2 separate regions of the Ovis aries genome follow, and region 1 is linked to region 2. The links are chromatin contacts, called in public Hi-C maps. All regions are on one chromosome and are shown on one strand. Each heading gives the region's core, a stretch centred on a gene start, on an enhancer-like site or on the middle of the called end of the contact. The rest is flanking DNA. Distances are from core to core; before and after follow the strand shown. Region 1 overlaps MAPKBP1 (mitogen-activated protein kinase binding protein 1). Region 2 holds the start of TYRO3 (TYRO3 protein tyrosine kinase).

Evidence for each region. Hi-C and Micro-C count contacts between places; a contact is called where the count stands out from the background.
Region 1: a Hi-C map of liver shows a contact between it and region 2, with 4 times the contacts expected there. The contact joins the enhancer-like site here to the promoter of TYRO3 in region 2. A contact is called at or near these places in 7 of 16 Hi-C or Micro-C datasets (hypothalamus, liver, mixed tissues and 4 more).

What each region holds. Positions count from the first base shown.
Region 1 is chr7:35,413,805-35,416,593 of ARS-UI_Ramb_v3.0, reverse strand. All of the region lies in intron 3 of MAPKBP1 (mitogen-activated protein kinase binding protein 1), which reads right to left. Among named protein-coding and RNA genes, the nearest start is that of JMJD7, 22 kb to the left of the region's middle. Within about 2 kb of position 1,508, at least 7 of the 54 cell types and tissues checked have an H3K27ac peak or open chromatin away from gene starts, as enhancers often do. A contact at or near this core is called in liver, where this site is marked.
Region 2 is chr7:35,171,414-35,174,113 of ARS-UI_Ramb_v3.0, reverse strand. It overlaps TYRO3 (TYRO3 protein tyrosine kinase), which reads right to left and starts at 1,445. Exons shown (of 19, transcript XM_012181240.3): 1 at 1,365-1,445. The coding sequence starts at 1,371.

The DNA.
Region 1 (2,789 bases), core at 259-2,758, 240 kb before region 2:
AGTTGCCATTCATCTAGCAGGTTCTGTATAGCAGGCACTCTGCTAAGCACCTGAGAGATCTGGTCTTAGCTATCCTCACAACAAGTTTTGTGGCTGGTACAATTATCCCCATTTCAAGGTGGAGAAACGAGTCCAGAGGCCTTTTCAAGGCATTCCAGCAAAAGCAAAACAGAGTCAGGATTCTAGGAGCTGTGCTCTAAGGAAAGCAGAGTGGAGTAAGTGAGAGAAAGAAGAGAAAACTGCAATTGAAGAGGCGAGACAAGCACAGAAAGCACACCGACCTAATGCACAAGGTGCCAGGGCAGAAGCTTCTGAGAAGAGGGAGAGGAGACTGGGGCGCTTGGAGGGAAAAGGGATTCTGGCTACAGAATTCTGGGAAATCATAACGGGCACAGAAAATTAGAGCAGTTATAGTTCAAAGTTGATAGGTCTAAATATTTAGATTTTAATATTTTATTCAATGTATGAAAAAGCATACCCCCCACCCCCCACCCCAGGCCTGACACCATCAGCAAAGCCCAGTAAGTTTTCGGGAAAGCTGACATTTTCTAAGGCTAAGGAGGGCTCCACGGGCTTGTCCTCTCTGGTGACGGCTTCCAGTCTGAATGGCTCTGGGTTACCTAGCTTTCAGATCAGCTCCAGATAAATCACGGCAGAGGGCTTCAGCCGAGAGCAGATCTGACTGGAATTAGATCAATATAGATTCTGACACATTCCACATTCAGAAAAAGCAGGTGATGCAGGCAGCTTCAAACCCAAAGCAGCATGGTAACCTTTCAAGGGCAGTGCATTAGACGGCTTAACACACTCTCCAGTCACTGCACGCAAGCTTTGAGCCCTGCTGGACCGTAGCGTCTTTTGTTTCCTTCTTCCCCAGGTTTGACTCCATGGTGGTGGGAAGTGGGAGAGCAGCGTGTGTGCATAAACAGACAATGTGGACAGAGGATGACAAGCTATGAGGCAACCTTTCCCTTCTCTAACACCTCCCAACCTCCCAGCACAGCCGGGAAAACTCTGAGTGGCATGGAAGAGTTAAGCCAAGGAGGGAAACACACAGAGATTGGCCCTTAAGCTGAAATTTTTACTTCTAATTATTCAAATTTGGGAACCTTCCAACAAAGAGAAAGAGCAGGAAAGAGACCAGCCCACAGCCACAGCTCCACTTGTGAGGACGATAATGCAGATGGTGGAGGGAAGGCACGACTTGGCAAAGACCTCCAAGTTTCCCTGTGCCCACCTTGCTGAGGTCCTCCCAACAGAAGAGACCTCAAGAACACTGATGTGAGAGCCTCCTCAGTCTTCTCTGACCTTTGAACAAGTTTCCCAGTCTGCTAGGACTGAGGTGGGCAGGGTGCCATTTGCACCAACCTTTGGCCTTTGGCCTCCACATCCCTTGACCCTGGCCAGCACAGCAGGCAGCCATCGGCACGTGCCCGAGCAGCAGTGCTGGCTGCTATCCTCCATCTGACAGGGCTGGGCTGGCCCAACCGGCCGGGTCCCATGGTTCAGAACCCCAGGGTGCAGGTGCAAGAAGACTGCTCCCTCTCAGGGAGGCGGCGAGGCCTCAGTCCCTCTGGGCCTCAGGCCAGGAGTCACGTGGTAGAGCACCCCATACCAGGTGCTGGGCCTGCTGCCCAGGGACTTCTCTGAACCAGGAAGGGTCAAGCCCTCGACTGGCCCCCTCCCCAGACAAGTCCAGGCCTGCTGCCGTCACCAAGAGCCCAGCATTCCCACAGGATCCGCCTCCTACGACTCTCCATCCTCCAGAACCCTGGGATGAGCAAGGAATGCAGAAGAGGCACACGCAAGGAGAACACAGAAGGTCTGAGCTGTGGCCCTGCACCTAAAATTTCCTCTTTAAGACCAAGTAAAATCAGAAGGGGACTCACAGAGGCACACCAAAGGTCCTCAAGCCTTGCTCACACATCACCCTGTGTGCCTTTTGAACACTATAACTCCACAACCCGACATCCCCTATTCCCTCTCACTGCCTATTGCTTATACTTTTTCCAAAGCACACATCAGCTTGTAATATTCCATATAGTTTTCTTTTGGGGAGGCAATAGGATCTATCTTCATCACTAGACTGCCAGCTGACAGTAATACCTGTTTACTTTGTTTACTGTTAAATCCCAAAGGCCTAGAAAATTAACACTCCATAAATATTTGTGAATAAATCTTTAAGTCATTAGCTACTAGATCTCAAAGCCCTAACTCCCAAAGAACCTCCTGAGTAGCAGACACCCCGGGCAGGTCCACAGTTCTCCCCGACCTTAGGCTTCTAGGACTCACTGATGCTGGAAGGCAGTGTGATGATGGAAAGAATAGGAAAACTGGGGTCAGGCAGACCTGTCTGCTAACATACTGTGTGATCTTGGGCAAAGTTCTTCACTTCTCTGAACCTCAGTTTCCTCATCTATCAGACAAGAATAATAATATCTATGTCTCAGGATTGTTGTGAGAACTGAAGAAAAGAATATGCATAATAACCAGCAGGGCGCTCCTAGCCATCTTCTTGACAGGTTCCCTGGGGCACCAGTAACAAGGAAATGGCTATCCAGGGGTCAGCAGTGGCAACAGGAACTCCAACTACAGTCTCCCATCCAGGGCCTCCAGAGCACTAGTGCCTCATCAGGGTCCTCCTCCAGGTGTGGAATTACAAACTGTCCCTCCAGATTCACTCCCAAAGGGGAAATCTTATGGTTTTAATTATTCTAAGAGATGATGAGTCTAGGACATTGCCTGGAGCATCCTTGATTGTAGTCCTCTTTAGATACCTGGCATCCTTC
Region 2 (2,700 bases), core at 196-2,695:
GCGGCGGCGGCGGCCGCGGCAGCGGCGGGAGCCCCGACCGCCCCATGCTCCGCCTCAGCGCCATCGGCGGCGACGCCGCACCATGCCGGGCCCGGCCCGCGAGCGACCAGGGAGGAGGGAGGAGAGGGAGGAGGAGGAGGAGGGCCGAGGGAGGGACGGGGGCCGGCCCGGGGGGCGGCGCTGGGGCTGGGGCTCCGAGACCCGCGCCCGCTGTGAGTCGCCGCGGCGGCTGTCAGCCACGCGGGGTCCCCGGGGCCGCTCCTGGGCCACCGCGCTCCTTCCACAGCCGTCGCCGCCGTCGCCGCCGCCGCTGATTCATGTTCTTCTTGGAGCCGCCGCCTCCTCCCCGGTCGCCCGCCCGCCCGCAGCCAGAGCTCGTACCGCCCCCCCGCGGAACCCCGGGCGGCTCGCTCCGAGCACCAGCCTAGTAGCTGCCAGCCAGCCGGGCCTCCGGCAGACCTCCACCCACAGACCTCCGCAGCCTCGGCCGGCTCCCGCGGTCCCAGAGAATACCCCAGTGCAGAACCCAAGGACCTGGCTGGGTCCCCTAGATGGACACCCTAGCCACGCCCCTCCTTTCCTTAAATACACCCCAGCATCTTTTCCAACCCAGTACTCTAGATCCTTCCCTCAAAACCTTCCTAGAAACCTCTACCATACCCCAACTTTTGTCCAGACTCTGATCACAGAACCTAGCACCCTCCTTTCAGCACAGAAAATTTCCCCTGGATACTTCCAACCATCAGGCCCTGAAATTGTGGTGACTCAGTGCTCCCCCCACAGGACCTACTAGCACACCTTCGTGCCTCATTCATGAGTTTTTCACCCAAATTCCCTGTATTCGTATCTCCAAGACCTTGGGCCTTGGGTCTTGAGTTCTGAGATCTTGGTAATCCTCTGGTTTTATCTGCTGTTGCCACTGTTCCACTACATAGGTTAAAGCCCAATGGCCCACATCTCTGAGGGACTGTCATTCTTCCTAGTTGCTCCCTATGCCTCTAGCCCCCATCTCTCAGGATGTGATGTGAAAGTTGGCTGTGTTCTCACAATATCCAATAAAACATTAGCTATTATTAGTAGATTACCTTGCACATAGTAGGCACTCCATAAATAGACAGATGTTTGTTAAATGAATAATTGCCTCAGAGCTTGGCCTGCCCCACCACCAGTAATCTAAGGGGTAGCTGTGGCTACAGACATCCTGTCTGGCTGATAAAGAGCTGGTTCCAAATCCATTTTACCAAATGTCCCCTTCCTTTTGCCCTTGCCTTTAGGGGTCCCCAGGACCAGAACTCCAGAGGGCAAGTCCCAGAAGTACTGGGTAGGGAGGAGGGACAAGCCACTCGTTTTCCCCTCTTCCTCACCTTCCATTTCCCTGAAGCCTCACTGGATCTTTCAAGGGATTCTCCTTCTGAGCAGCAGAGGCCTGCCTCTTCCTTCTCTTGGCCCCATCAATGCTTGTTTATTTATTATACTGATAACAACAGCAGTTCTGGCGGCAGCCTCAGAGCCAGCTGGGGGCGCCCCCAGGCGGCAGCACAGGGAAAGTGCTGTCAGAGTTGGAGGGCGGGGGCCTGAGTGTCCCTTTAACTGAGAGCTCAGGCAGTCTTCTGAGGCGCTGTGGGTCGGCTTTGGGACTTTTTCCTAAAGGAAAAGTCTAGATCCTTTCCAGAATCCACAGTTTCGGAGCTCGCGCTGAGTCGGATCAGGGCAGACAATAGTCTAGGGCTGAAGCCAGATTCACCCGGGCCGCGGCTACTGCGGCAAGAGTGGCTGCTGCGGCCCTGCCCTTGAGCACTTGTCATTTCTCAAGGTCCTCTCCCCCAACTCTCCTCTCTGGAGGCGACTTCAAGTTTCCAATGAAAGGAAATTGTTGACTCTGGCTGACACTGGAAAGACCGCTCCTAGAGGATGTTGAACTTGGAGCCCAAACTGGCCTTTTAACTTCCTCTTCTCCCCTATCCCAACCCTGCCCCCTATTAATTCCTGAACTCTGATGAGAATCCCAGTCCAAGGACCATCCTTGGCCCCCAGGCAAAATGGATTTCTGGAGCACATGCCTCTGCATTCTCCACTCACAGTCTTTATTTTCTTTCTTTCTTTTTCTTTGTTTGGCCGCTCCAGGCAGCACATGGGATCTTAGTTCCCCTTACCAGGGATTGAACCCATGCCACCTGCATTGGAAGCATGGAGTCTTAACCACTGGACTCCCAGGGAAGTCCCTCTTCTCTCACAGCCTTGACAAACTTCCTACCTCAGGTAGCAGCCTGAGGGGCAGCATACTGTCCCTGTGGGGCCTGGCAACTGGAATGCCTGCCTCCTCTACCCCTGCTTCTGAACCCCTCTCAAGTCTTAGTATTTCTGCTTGCAGGGTAGGGAGAACTGTGGAGTCCTGGCCTTCAGACTTTGTGCTCCTGCATAGAGTGCTTGCCTTCCTGAGCCCTCACAACCCACTCTTACCCATCTCCTCCATCTTTCTGTCTCTCTGGACACAGCAAAGAAACATACTTTAAGGATATGTGAGCAGGTGTGATTTTGTGGAAGAGGTGTGTAGGTGGGTGAGAGGGTGTGCATTATGATGTACGAGGGAGGGTGTGCATTTGTGCAAACCCTAAATGTGACTGACGCTTTGTGGGTGGATGGGGAGAGGATGTGTGTGTGTGACTGGAGGAGGTTGGCTGCCTGTGCAAATACATGCCT